Regions from separate parts of the Mus musculus genome. Here region 1 is linked to region 2. The links are chromatin contacts, called in public Hi-C maps. All regions are on one chromosome and are shown on one strand. The core of a region is the stretch at or near the end of the contact, and the rest is flanking DNA. Distances in the headings are between cores, read along the strand shown.

The links. Hi-C and Micro-C count contacts between places; a contact is called where the count stands out from the background.
Region 1: a contact with region 2 is called in a Hi-C map of the N1E-115 cell line, with 13 times the contacts expected there. The contact joins two enhancer-like sites. A contact is called at or near these places in 2 of 39 promoter capture datasets (maxillary cranial neural crest and trophoblast stem cells), 1 of 15 datasets of contacts at CTCF or cohesin (the NIH/3T3 cell line), 11 of 484 Hi-C or Micro-C datasets (the N1E-115 cell line, adipose-derived mesenchymal stem cells, bone marrow-derived macrophages and 6 more), 10 of 115 datasets of contacts at active chromatin or transcription factors (craniofacial prominence, differentiating embryonic stem cells, embryonic hindbrain and 7 more) and 1 of 9 other capture datasets (pancreatic islet).

The regions. Positions count from the first base shown.
Region 1 is chr11:85,813,370-85,819,743 of GRCm38.p6, forward strand. All of the region lies in intron 23 of Bcas3 (breast carcinoma amplified sequence 3), which reads left to right. All of the region lies in intron 1 of 2610027K06Rik (RIKEN cDNA 2610027K06 gene), which reads right to left. Among named protein-coding and RNA genes, the nearest start is that of 2610027K06Rik, 16 kb to the right of the region's middle. Within about 2 kb of position 5,087, at least 14 of the 459 cell types and tissues checked have an H3K27ac peak or open chromatin away from gene starts, as enhancers often do. A contact at or near this core is called in the N1E-115 cell line, where this site is marked.
Region 2 is chr11:85,685,777-85,692,029 of GRCm38.p6, forward strand. The region is part of intron 22 of Bcas3 (breast carcinoma amplified sequence 3); the gene reads left to right. Among named protein-coding and RNA genes, the nearest start is that of Bcas3os1, 31 kb to the right of the region's middle. Within about 2 kb of position 1,520, at least 9 of the 459 cell types and tissues checked have an H3K27ac peak or open chromatin away from gene starts, as enhancers often do. A contact at or near this core is called in the N1E-115 cell line, where this site is marked.

The sequences.
Region 1 (6,374 bases), core at 3,837-6,336, 130 kb after region 2:
TTGGCACATTCCCTGTGTCTCTAGGCCTCCCTGGCCAGGACCAGCATATCATTTCCACTCTGTGTACGACTGTGTGGTGTTGGCTTTAGGGTGGCTGGGGGAGTGTGAACCAAGCCTCTGGGGCCACACCTCCATGGAGCTTGGACTGGTCCTCAGAAGTCTAAGAGCTTCTTTGTTTAGTCATCCACAGCCACTAAGAACTGATGTTAGGGATATCAGGCTAGCTCTGAGCATATCTCCACAAAGCAAAGCAGCCCTGCACATTGTCAAGCAGCTTTGGACTTCAGGCCTGGGGTCTAAATCCGTAGAACCATTAAAGAAAATCCAAGGAGCTACCCCAACATGAGCCTACATCCTCGTCCTTCCCTCCCCACCCCCAATAGCAGGCAGGAATAGAGGAACTCAGTCCGTGGAGACTGGGGAGGAAGAAGGAAGAGATGGTGATTGCTAGCTTTGGCTAATGAAAATCTAGATGTGCTGGACCTTGGAACACACCCCAGAATTCTCCCCTACAAATATGAGTGGTCAAACCAGATTTGATATCTACTCAGTTCGATCTCAGCTATTGTTGGACTCTTAGAAGGTCCGTTGTCTGATGCTCTTTAAAGAATTATTTTATTTCCAATGCAGACACAGCCCTTGACGTAGCAGTCAAAAACAGCACCCCCGAGAGACCCATGGCTGTGAAGTGTTTGGGTATGTAACTTCCTGTCTTTGCCTACACAGAAAGAAGGCTTGGTCCCACTGCTCCCATTCCCCTCACGTGGGTGTCCTCTGCCCCCAGAGCTCAGGCCTCAGAAAGCACGGAAAGTCAGTTAGGACAGGAGGTCTCTTCTGCAGGGGACTGGGGTGGGGAGTGGTGGCTATCTTTCACCCAACAAGAGTTTCTTTGAGAGTGCCACTCCCTGCCCCCCACTCTGAAGATGCAAGTCAAATTTTGGGACTCTGCTGTGCAGAGCAGAGAGGTCACTGGGCTCTAATGCATTTACCATTGACTGCCCCTCTTGTAGTGCGTCTATTAGTGAGTAATTTGATTTGTACCTATTCATTTGCAGTCCCTGCAGGAGCCTGGAGCTGGCCCCTAGTATAATTGGTGCTGTCTCTATTTTTACATCATTAGATTAGCCCCGACTCCTGGCCACTTGTTGTCTGCGCTTGTCTGTCCATTTATACAACCTAATGTAACACAAAATTCATTACTGATCACATTACTTTCAACTCTGAAGCCAGCCTTGTGATAAACATTTGGTTAACCCCTTCCTACCCACAGGAGGGCTGGCAGAACAAATGCACTTCTGCTCGACAGGCAAATCAATATCTTAATACACCAAAGTGGAATTGCATTTCTAGATTTGTTATCCCTCCTGGAGGAGCAAATGGAAAGGCTCAAAGTCCGAGCCAGCTGAATTGAATAATGAATAGGGCCCGGCACCAGCAGCCTGTCTGTGAGATCAACACAGAGGCAGAGGGAGCCATACCAGCCCAGCCTGGGCTGCAGTCAGGGAAGGGTGGCACCACCGCAGTTACATGAGACCCCACCCCCACCCCCACCCCCACCCACCCCCACTCACCATGGCACAGGCGCACAGGCTCTACAGTACAGCCTGAGACCCTAACAGAGGCCACAGAGGCCTCATCCTGATGTGTATCTTTTGTCAGACTTAGCATAGGACTGCAGGACAGGGAATTTGGTCAGTTTCCTTAAAACTTTATTCATCAGTGAAAAGGCTAGCAAACATGGGGCCCTAACCTAAATGCCACCAAAAAGTTAAATCGACTCTCACAAAAACATTGAGATTGATGGGTTCCTACCCAGGTGTTTGTGTAGCCGCCCATCCTCCAGGGAAGTGCTGTCCAGCCCACTGACTGAGTGGTCCTGGTCACTTGTGAGTGCTTAGTGAGACTTAAAGGACCTCGACAGAGCTTTGTTTTTAAATCCAGAGGGTTCTGCATGGCCCTTGTCATCCTCTCCTCAACTCCTGCTTGTCTCTGGGTTGCACCCACACCCACAAGTCATTAACTCACAGGACAGTTTGTTTCAAAGGGGAAACAAAATACCTCTGCTTATTAAGAAACACTCATAAAGCCTGCACCATAATGATTCGAAATATCGGCACGGAGGAAATAGAATGGAAGCCATTACCATGAAAGCCATAAATCCCTGAGTAAAAAGATGCTGTAAACCGAAGATGCTCGGGTGGGCAGGGAGGCTGGGGAAGTAGCTATCCCAAGAGCCTTCTGTTTGGCTGTAAGGAGGTCCTGAGGGGTGCCTGGAAGGAAGTTGCCTGAAGCTGTGGAAGGGAGCTGGGCAGTCTCCTCAGGCTCTGCCGTCCCTGCTGTTCCACACTCTTAGGCTCTCCTTTCAGGACATCACCCTTTGCCTCATCTGCAGATGGATGCCTCTGATGAGGGCATCGAAAGCTGGAGAAGGGGCACTCACTCACCAAACAGCAATCTTGAGGGACAGAGTGAGGGACAGGTAGTGTACTAGGAGGCAGCATGCTCACCCTGCTTTGGGCTCTAGGGCCAGTCCCAGGGTAGGGAGAGTCTCTTGTCTCAGCCCCTCCCTCAGTCACTGTCATTAGTACTCCCTTAGCACAGTCTTATAGGACACCCAGTTTATCCCATGGACAGAGATGGGCATCACTGAAGTAAGTCAGCCTTACAGAGTCTGCCTCCTCAGGCCCAGGGAAGAGCCTCACAAGAGGAATGGTGACAGTAACCTCCCCCAACCCACCAGCCCCAGTGGACACTTGCTTGGTCTCAGTCTCTGGTTTAGTCCTCTCAGATAGGTAGACAGCATGGTTGAGGGGGAGGAGGGTCTCCTGTAAATCATATACCTAATGCTGCCCCCAGCCTGTCCATTCTACAAAATAGAAAGAGAGGCCAAACACATACCTGTAGTTCAAACTACTCAAGAAGCCAAGGCAGGAGGATCCCTTAAATGTAAGGGTTCAAGACCAGCCTTTTTAACATAGTAAGAGCCTGTGTGCCAAAGGAAGGAAAAGAGAGGAGGGAGGGAGGGAGGGAGGGAGGGAGGGAGGAAGGGAGGGAGGGAGGGAGGGAGGGAAGGAAGGAAGGAGACAGGGAGAGAAGGAAGCATAGAGACAAACAGATGAGGGTGGGGTAGGCCTTTGCCCTCTCTGTTTAGGGCAGGATAGTGGCAGGAAAGAGGGTGAGTCTCTTGATAGAACAAGAACTGTGATTTCTTAGGCCTCATGGAAAGGGGGTAAGCCACATCTTAGCAAACTCTTCCGCTGCGTCGTAGAGAATTTAATTACGCTTGAACATCTGAATGAGAACCAGATGTGGCTCTGGCCCCCACCGGTCAATAGCATCTCTCCTGTGGTCTGCAGGCTCTGCTATCTCATAAGGCTGGAGACTAACTTGTGATATACCCTGACTGGGGCTTAAGATAGGTCTTGCAGCCCTGTGTCTTCTTTAGGACTGTGTGAAATGGGACCCACATGCCCAGCTCACAAGACTCATCCCAGCCCCTTGTTAGTGCCTACATGAAGAGGTTGTGCCATAGCACCAGGCCTGGCATTCTCCATCTCCAAAGAGGTATCTGCCATGCTGCTCAACTCTGAGTCAGCCTTAAACAGCACCAGGATCTAGTGTTCCCCCTGTGAGGTGTCTACTCTAGGTCCTTCAGCCCACTGAAGTTCCCAGGCATTTAAGGGGTACTCTCTGATGAAGGCCCCTAGCACCCTATTGCCTGACAGCCTTACATAGCCCATGGCATCTTCCCTCCCTCCCTCCCCTCATGGTCTGCTGATGAAAATGGCTTGCCCAGGTTACTGAGCACTCTCTGATGTCCTAGGGCCAGAACAATGACCCTCTTACACCCCTTTTCCTCATGGCTTTCTGTATGGAGCTCAGTCAGGGCCAACTAAAACTTAGTTTTAGCCAGTCATCAAACACCTCAGAGAGGAAGTGTGAGCCAGGTCAACTCCATGTTTTCTGTCCCTTCACAGATTCTTGTGACTGGATGGATTTGGCCTTGGTCAACATTTAGTGTTATTTTAATATGGTGGGTGCTGAGAGGGTCACCAAGTGCTGAGTGATGTAGCATGTTGCTGGTTGTTTTGCCTTGTCCTTGGAAGCTAAGACTTAGGGAGGTTCTGATGCTGTGGGTTTCCTGGGAATCAGTTTCTGAAAGTTCATACTTGATAGTTCAAGACTATGACTGCCTGGGTGGGTAGGCTCCAGCCCCCAGCCCGACCAGCGGTTCTCATGACACGTCAAAAGCTGTGTAGATGTGGGGCCATGCTGTAATCAGCTCTGCCTGGAACTTCAGAGCCCTGCCCTCACCACACACATACACACATAAGGATACACATGTGCATGCACAGACACATTTAGTCAGCTCTAGCAGAGAGGCTAGAGACCGAGTGGCCATGGCACAGGACTCTGCAAGAGGTCTCCTTCTGTGAACTCCTCCCCAGCTTCTTTATTCTCCTACCTCTGGTTTCCCATGCACATGTCTCCTGTCACCATGTGCCTCTCACATAGACCCACTAGGGAGGGCTTAAACTGTCTGGTCTGCCTCAGGCCCCAAGCCATGGTGTTGGCACCACCCTGGCCTGCTGTTGAGAACCAAGTTCTCAGGGGCTCTACGCCAGGTGTTTGGGTTGAAGGTAAAGCCCGGCTCTGCTGCTCCACCTGTTTCCCTGCGTACTGACCACCACTCTCAAGGTCTAACTGCTTATGCAGGAGCATTTAGGTTCTTCTAGGCCTGGGTCTCTCCTCACTGGTAGCTGAGGCTCTTAGTCACCCTGCATGGCCCTGTGACCAAGGCTCCCTGAGCTAAAAACACCTGAGATCTGCCTTTACCACTGGCAGCTGGCAGCTAGGGAGTCAAGATAGGCCCTAGAAAAATAGCCTCATTTTCTCATGGTGGACCCTCATTTTGTCCCTTTGTGTATCTGAGTCGGGACAAAAGCTGAGCAGAGAGAAGGGCAAGTGTGTTGATGGGGTCTGGAGGGCTGACCTGTCCAGGAAGGAGGCTTCTGTTGCTCCAGGCAGCTGCACTCTGAAAGCACTCAGGGCGCCAGGCGTGTGTGTAGTGTAAGACACCAGAAGACTGGCGTCAGCCAGCCAGGGATCTGGGTTCAGACATAGGTGTTAAGCCCCAGAGATAAGAGCAGGCCAGAGCTAGCCCTGCTTTTCATCTCCAAACCAGGATTCCTGTGATGTGAGTGGGTGGAGCCTTTTCAGCCTTTGCCTTGCAGCTTCTGAGGGCAAGCCTGGCAAGGTCCCAGAGGCCCTGCTGGAGGAGCAAGGTGACTAAGGTGACTCCTGTCTCTGTCTCCACTAGCTTTAGCACCCAGTTTTTCCAGACCTCCCCAGGATAGGAAGCCCTTTGACTACTGGCATCCTTACAAGCTTAGAAGCCTGAGGGGAGGGAAGGCTGGAGAGGGCACAGAGGGAAGGTCTAGAGAGCCAGGCAGCCAACCCTAGAGCTGAGAGGTGTGCTAAATGCCAAGGGAGGCCATCTCTCCCAGGATGCTCCCTTTAACTGCAGGACTTTGAACCTCCTAAGAAAGGGCCCCAGAGGCTGAGGCTGCCTCCAGCCCAGAGTATGGTGGACTCTGATGATGGTCACAGTCTCAGGGATCTCAGCCAACACCATCCATGTCCCCATGTCCCCATGTCCCCACTGAACATGCCCCTACCTCATCACCACACTCAGGGAATGGCCTCATACAGGCCCTGACCATGTCTGCCAGGCCCACCCACCTCCCAGGTGACATCAGGGCCAGCTGCACAGGTCTTAGCCCCAGGAAGCACTCAAGACTCTCATTTATCCCTGTATCTGTCTGTGTTTGTTTCTCTGTGTTTGTCTGTCTCTCTGTGTATCTGGTTTTCCCTCCTTCTCCCTTCCCCCTCTCCCCCCCCCCCATTGTCCCCTCTTCCTTTCTGTACTGTTTTGCCCCTGTGTGTAAGCTTCTTATTAATAAAATGGCTTGCTTGGACCAGACCTCTTCTGAACCAATTTACTGAACTTTTCACTGTCCTGTGGTCATCTGGTCTCCTCATTATTTTTATCCCTTCAAGGGAAAGTGCTGGTCACCCTGACTTTTTAATGAGAGGACACCCCCACCCCCACCCATCACATACCTGACTCCCCACCCAAGAACCTTCAAGAAGAAAGGAACTGAAAACTGTTTTATTCTTTACAAATCTTTCCTATGTTAGGCACTGGGTAAGACAGGGCATTTGGCTGGCTTCTCTGTATCCATTCATTGCCCTGAGCTCCCACCAAGCCAACCCCAAGAAAGGAGGACTGGGAGGTAGATGCAGGAGGAGAGAGAAATCAATGTGTGTCAACAGGGTTGGGGATTTATTCTCCATCTTGGGAGAGGGTGTTT
Region 2 (6,253 bases), core at 270-2,769:
ACTGTGAATCCATTACTACAGTGGCTACTACTAGTAACATTCAGAAAATCCGGCAGAGCGTAGGTCTCGGAGTCTTAGGACTGAGGATTTTCTTCAGATTGTTGGGATTAGTTTAGTTTAAATTCTTGTAGCAAAATAGAAAATAACCCAGCCCAGTCTGTCTGTTCTTAGAGCCAGAGAAAGGGGATTTTTGCAGTGCTGGGCATTGAACTCAGGATCTCTCATATGCTGTGCAGGTGTTCTAACCGATGAGCTGCACCACCCAGCCCAAGAGGAGTCCTCTGAAACCTTCATGTGCTCGGTGTCTAATTAGTATATGGAAATGCACTCCTGTAGGCAAAGCTGCATGGAGAAATTGTGTTGCATTTTCTTTATTTTGCTGCTAGATCACTTCTCACTAAAGAGGGTCAGCATCATAGCTACACAGTGTTTCAGAAAGCCTGGTATTTTTTTGTTAGGTAGCTTGAGGAAGAGGGTTTGTTTTGCTTCACTGTGTCAGAGGTGTAATGTCTGCAATGGCAAGGAAGGCCCGGAAGGAGGGGCAGGAAGTGACTGGTCACATTCCTTCAGCACACAAGACAGTGAGAACAGGCAGTAAGGCAAGGCTCTGACACATCAAACCAATGTGTCCGCCTCCTAAATATTCCATAACTTTGCCACCAGCAGTGCCACCAGCTGGGGAGTGGGTGTTCTAATCTATGTGTCTATGGAGGTCATTATAATAATACCAAGCTCCTTGCACATACCATGTGCATCCTATTGCTCAGTACAGCGTGTCACATGACTACAGTAACAGACATCTTCCTCATTCTTTGTTTACCCACAGCGGGTATCTAGAAATTACAGATCTGAGGTCTGTAATGAAATTTTAATAGATAATCGGGAACATCTAAGTATAAAAATCAGGTGGGTTATAAACCCTTCAGTGATAGTGGACTTTTCTCATGGGTGGTAAAGGTTAGATAGGTGATGCACACACAGCTTGTCTTCTAGATACTTCTTTAAAAACAAAACAAAACAACAACAACAACAAAATCCAACTCTATTCAGAAGTGACACACTTCAAGTGGTAGCCAGCAATGTCCTGAATAAGAACATTCCTGTGGTTCTTCACAAGGTGTATAGAGCAGGAGTTTTGAGTCACCCAGTGTGTAAATTGAAGACTTAGGGGTCAGCTCTTGACCCAGATCTTTCTCTCCGGAAGGGGGTCCCTGCCTTGGTCCCTGCATACCCACATCAGCAGTGCTGCCAGCTCAGAGAGCCTATGAAATTTTGATGTAGAAATTAGGTTGTTGCTTATCTTGTACCTTCCTGCTCATAGTATTGACAGCACTGGAATTGCTGGAGGCAGATAGCATCTCTGCAATGGCTGGACTATTTCAGCTTTCTGCTGCTGACAACATCAGAAGTGTTTTAACAGGGTTTTAATGGGCAGCCCCTGTAGATCCTTGGAGGGTTGCAAATAGCTGCCGTGAGAAACCATCTCCGCTGTTCTGGGCTGACATGCCCTCTTTTCTCATCCATCCAACGGCTTATTTAGATGGTCTCCTTCCTGGTGACAAGCACTTCTTATTTGGGCTGTAGAGGGCTAGGACTCAAATTCCAGCAATGAGAGTGTAATATAAAAAAGGAAAGGTCTTCTAAGGACGATTTCTTCCCATCCTGATGAAGGCAGGAAAAAGGGGGTGGGGGGTCACATAGGGTACACATAGGGCAAGAAATAAGGTCTAGTTAGAAATACATCTGCTGTTCCCAGAACTTTCAGAGAACAATCTTGGTGTGTTATTACAACTGCAGTTTCCATATTTGATGGGGTCACAGAGATCTACAGACTGTCATTCTTAAATCCCATTCTGTAGCTCACCCAGTTTCAGTGTTTACTTAATGGCTGGTAGGCATGCAACGGAGGAAAGCTACCTATCCACACATGGAGGTTTTGGGGTTTTTTTGGTTTGTTTGTTTGTTTGTTTGTTTACCATAAAATACTGGGAAAAAAAATCTCTGATCTTAGATCCAGTCCCAAGAGTTAAAGCATGGTGAACCAATACAGAGGTGCCCACTTGGATTCTGTTATCTGGGTCAGCAATGCCATGTCACAGGATGAAGAGTGGTGGGTTGCCACTCATCCTCCTTACCAAACAATGGCGTAGTGAAATGAGGTGAGAGTGACTGAGGTTGATTCCCTCCCTGCCAGCCACACCAGAGTTCTCACACCTGCACCAAAGAACAGCTGAGCAGCCACCAAGGAGCCAGGGGGAAAATGGAAGAAACCGGTGGCAAAGCCTAGTCAAGAGGGGCCTCTGGAAGAAAGGGGTGTGTCCTCCCTCTAGCGGGTATATGTTCTCACAGTGGGTTGGGAGCTGGGAGGTCCCTTGGAGCAGACCCCACGACTGCCATTGTTTCTCTGCATTGCTTTCCTTCTCGCTGGCTGGCTGTTTTTCAAGGAGAGCTAAGAATATTCCCTCCTAGTGTCAGAGCCAGACCCTTCCCTTCAAGCTCTACCTACTTAGAATTGTTTGTTTTTTTTTTTTTTTTTTTTTTTTTTTTCTCATCGTTATCACTCTTGGCAGTGTTTTCAGGCTGCCTGAGAAAAGGCTCCTGTCAGACACTTAGGGCCATTTCACAGCATCCTCGTTCTAAAGCACGCTGACAGTCTTGGGTTATCGTCTGCCCTTTGGAGATTTAAGATTCTTAACTGTTGTCACCAGCAGAGGCATGACTTCAGCTATTAAGAGATAAATCTGATTATGGAGCCTGGAGAGCAAAGGAAGCCATTACACCTCCGGGGCTGTTCTCACGTTCTTGGGAAGCCTGAGCCTTGTTTGCATGTTGCTGTCTTAGATTGAGCACCTCTCTGAAGCTGCTGTGCTGATCACAGGGCACTTCCAGAACTGTTCCCCCTAACTATGATCACGCAAAAGGGCCTGTGAGGTGGGCCTGGCTTGGGAGTTTTTTGCAAGAAACTCTATAAGGAAAACAAGCCGGCTGCTATGGTGCGTACTTGTTTAACCTCAGCAGTCAGGAGGCAGAGGCAGGCAGATCTCTGAAAATTGAAAGCTAGCCTGGTCTACTTAGTGAGTTTCAGGCCAGCCAGAGCTACATAGTAAGACCCTAATTTGAGGGGCTGAAGCCATTGTGTGCATAAGACTGGCATTCACTAAATATGAATTTTAGGGAAATTGCTAGCTGTCAGGCTGGTTTGGGCTCTCCTGTCCTAGCTGTCCCCACCACTGGACTGACCAGCATTACAGAAGCAACTGGATCCATCTCAGTACTCCTCCCTGCTGACTTGGGGAGAAAATGATTAAAGCAAGAACCCTTTTATTAAAATATGAACCTCTAAGGCTACTCACCCACCCAAGAACAAGATCTTTCCAAGTCATGTAGACCTCCTAGCACATCCCTCTAGCACATTCTGACTCTCAAGGGGCTTATCCAGCAGCCGAGGCTGCAGTGTGTTACTGACCGTGGTGCTCATGGTGCAGCTCCTACAGTCTTTCAGCCCCCTCTTCTGTAGTGTTCTCTAGAAAGTGGCAGAGGTTTCACCCGTTGTAATGTTGCTAATGGGATGAGTGTTGAATTGAACTAATAAATGAATGGGGCAGAAATGACAGATCCATGAAGAAAAGAGGAAATGATGGGTGGCACCGTGACTCCTGCAGACCAAGAGACCGCAGTGGGGAGTCAGGGGATGAGAACTGAGGACCTGTAAGCCTAAGAGCCTACGGAGGCTTGTCAGACAGAGTTCCCTGCTGAAAAGCTCTGTCCTTACATGTTCATAACATACATCAACCAGTGCAGGCTTGACATGTCAGTCTCCTGCCTCATGTAACTCCACAAGGGTGGCCTAGTGTTCTTGGATAAGGGGAAGCAGGGCACTCCGTGGCCCCAGGCAGATTCCCTGCCTGGTAGATGTTTGGTTTTGGTTGGCTTTCTTTATTTTGGTTTTGATCTTAGTACCAGCCTTGAGTTTTTACTGAGCCTCTTGTTTCTACCTCCCAGCTGCTGGGGTTACAGGTATGTGCCTGGCTGTGCTGTGTTTTGAGGGTCACTTCAGTCACAGTGCCCCAATAGATTCCCAAGGCTTTTCTGTTTGCTCCCTCTCTGAGAGAGAAACATCGCTGGCCCTGTGAGTCTCTAGATTCCCCTTGGTGGCGGTGTCCCACCACACCGGTGTTCCCTGATGCTTTCCCATTGGATTAGTACAATTTCCAGATGTGAAGAATACAGTGTAGCAGCCTTCCCTTTTACAACTGCATTTGACAATTGTGGGACATGTTTCTTGCTAAGGTTAATTTTCCTTCCAATATATGACAGGGTACAAAGCTTTTTAAAAATAGAAATACTTAAAACATTACAAAGTTTATAGGCATTTTTCATCAAGTTCTGGACAGTCAACCTCATCCCTCTCCGGTGCTTCCTGGGGTGCTGCGCCCTCGAGTCTGGCATTCTCCTGCTTCATTCACCACTTGCGGATGTCCAGGTGAAAACTGTCATTAACCATGGTCATTATTAAGTGGACAGAGGAATAGTTAGCCCTTCTTTCTGCTTTGAACTTTGAGTACTAAAGTAGATAACTGAGCGAGCCTAAACTCTGAGATAGGCAGAAAAGGTGTGTGGTTGTTTTTGCCTGTTCTACAGGGTGTGTCAAGGACCAGAGAGGGAGGGGAGGTTTGGGAAGTCAAATGGAGAATATATAGCTTTGAACGTTCTTATAGCTCTGGAATCAGTTGATAGGAAGTTTGTTTGTTGATAAGACAAGGTCTCACTGTGTAGCTCTAGCTGTTCTGAAACTCACTGGATAGACCAGCCTGGCTTCAAACTCACAGAGATCTGCTCTCCTTTGCCTCCTGAGTACTGGGATTGAAGGCGTGTGCCGCCTGTTGGTCTTGGTTTTGTTGCAGGTTGCCTGTGTGCTTCAGTTTCTCTGTATACACTTAACGTGCGTTGGGGGGTGGGGGGGGGTTGGTGGTGGTTGAGTGTTTTGTTCCTTGAGTGGGTGGGAGTGAGGCAGGGTCTTTCTATGTTGTTCCTGGGTGCTGTGGTTATAGACATGTACCCAGCTTAAGCAAAGTGAATTTTAAGAATGTATTTCATTTAACAAATGCTGTCATGTTGAGATCTCATCAATATAAAAACGATGCATGAATATGTTGGATTTTTTTTCATGCTCAGTTTTCTAGCCCACTATATATTTAAGATTTACAGTACATCTCCCTCAGACTGGCCTGTTTCAAAAGCTTTGTAGCTACTGTATTGATTAGCACAGAGCTGGAACACAGACCCCACGTTTTGTTCTCCTGCTTTGCTTTTATGAATGCAAAGGGAAACACGAGGCTTGAACTCAGTCCTGGCTTGCTGATAGCTCTGTTGACCATTTATAGATGTTCTGACATGGCAGGTGTTAATTCACATAATAGGTGCTCATCATCATTTGCGCGAGATTTGTAAGGCATTCCATAGTGAAGAAGCCAATGCATGTAGCAAGTCTCTCCTCAGGAACTTTGTTCAGCCATTTCCTTTCTTTATAGTTCTAGGACTTTCTCCTTTCCTCCCTGGCCATGCCTGCCTCCGCATTCAGGTCTAATGACCTTGGAGGAGCACAGACTACATGCTAAATATGTTACCTCTCTTCACTTAGCACATGACCTTCCGAATTGCCCGCACTGATCTAATTCCAGTCACTTCTAAAGTTTACCTTTGACGCTTGTGTTGGTTTTAGCCAGTGGCTATTGTGTCAGAGGTCATGAACTTGTCCACTTCCTCACAGAGATTCTCAGTATGGTGTCCAGGCGCCAAGATGGTTCTGTGTCTGCTTGTTTGATTCTGCTGCCACTGATCTGCTCATAAAATCAAAAGGGCCTTTATTATTTCAGTAACAGCAGTTGGGGGAGAGGAGAAACAAGAGGAACTGAGTGCCTCAGCGTCCTCAGCATCTTGATTATTCTTAAGTCTTTCTATAACTGTGTCTTCATGGATGATATTTTACCAGCTTAGAGCTTTTAATTGAAAACAGATTCCTAATCTCTGGATCAAGAAGCATCGGTAAGCTCAGGGCATCCTAGCCAGAGTCATTTGGAGATGCTCATGTGTCCTTCTGTTTGATGGTCCTGATGGCAGTTTGCTCTCTCTGTGTCATTTTTTGACCTAAAAGTTTCATTCAATCTAGTGTGGCACTGAAGAAGATACTAATTCTTATTTTAAAAGAGGGAAACCAAGGCAGAGAGAGTATAGATTAGTTATTAGCGATAGC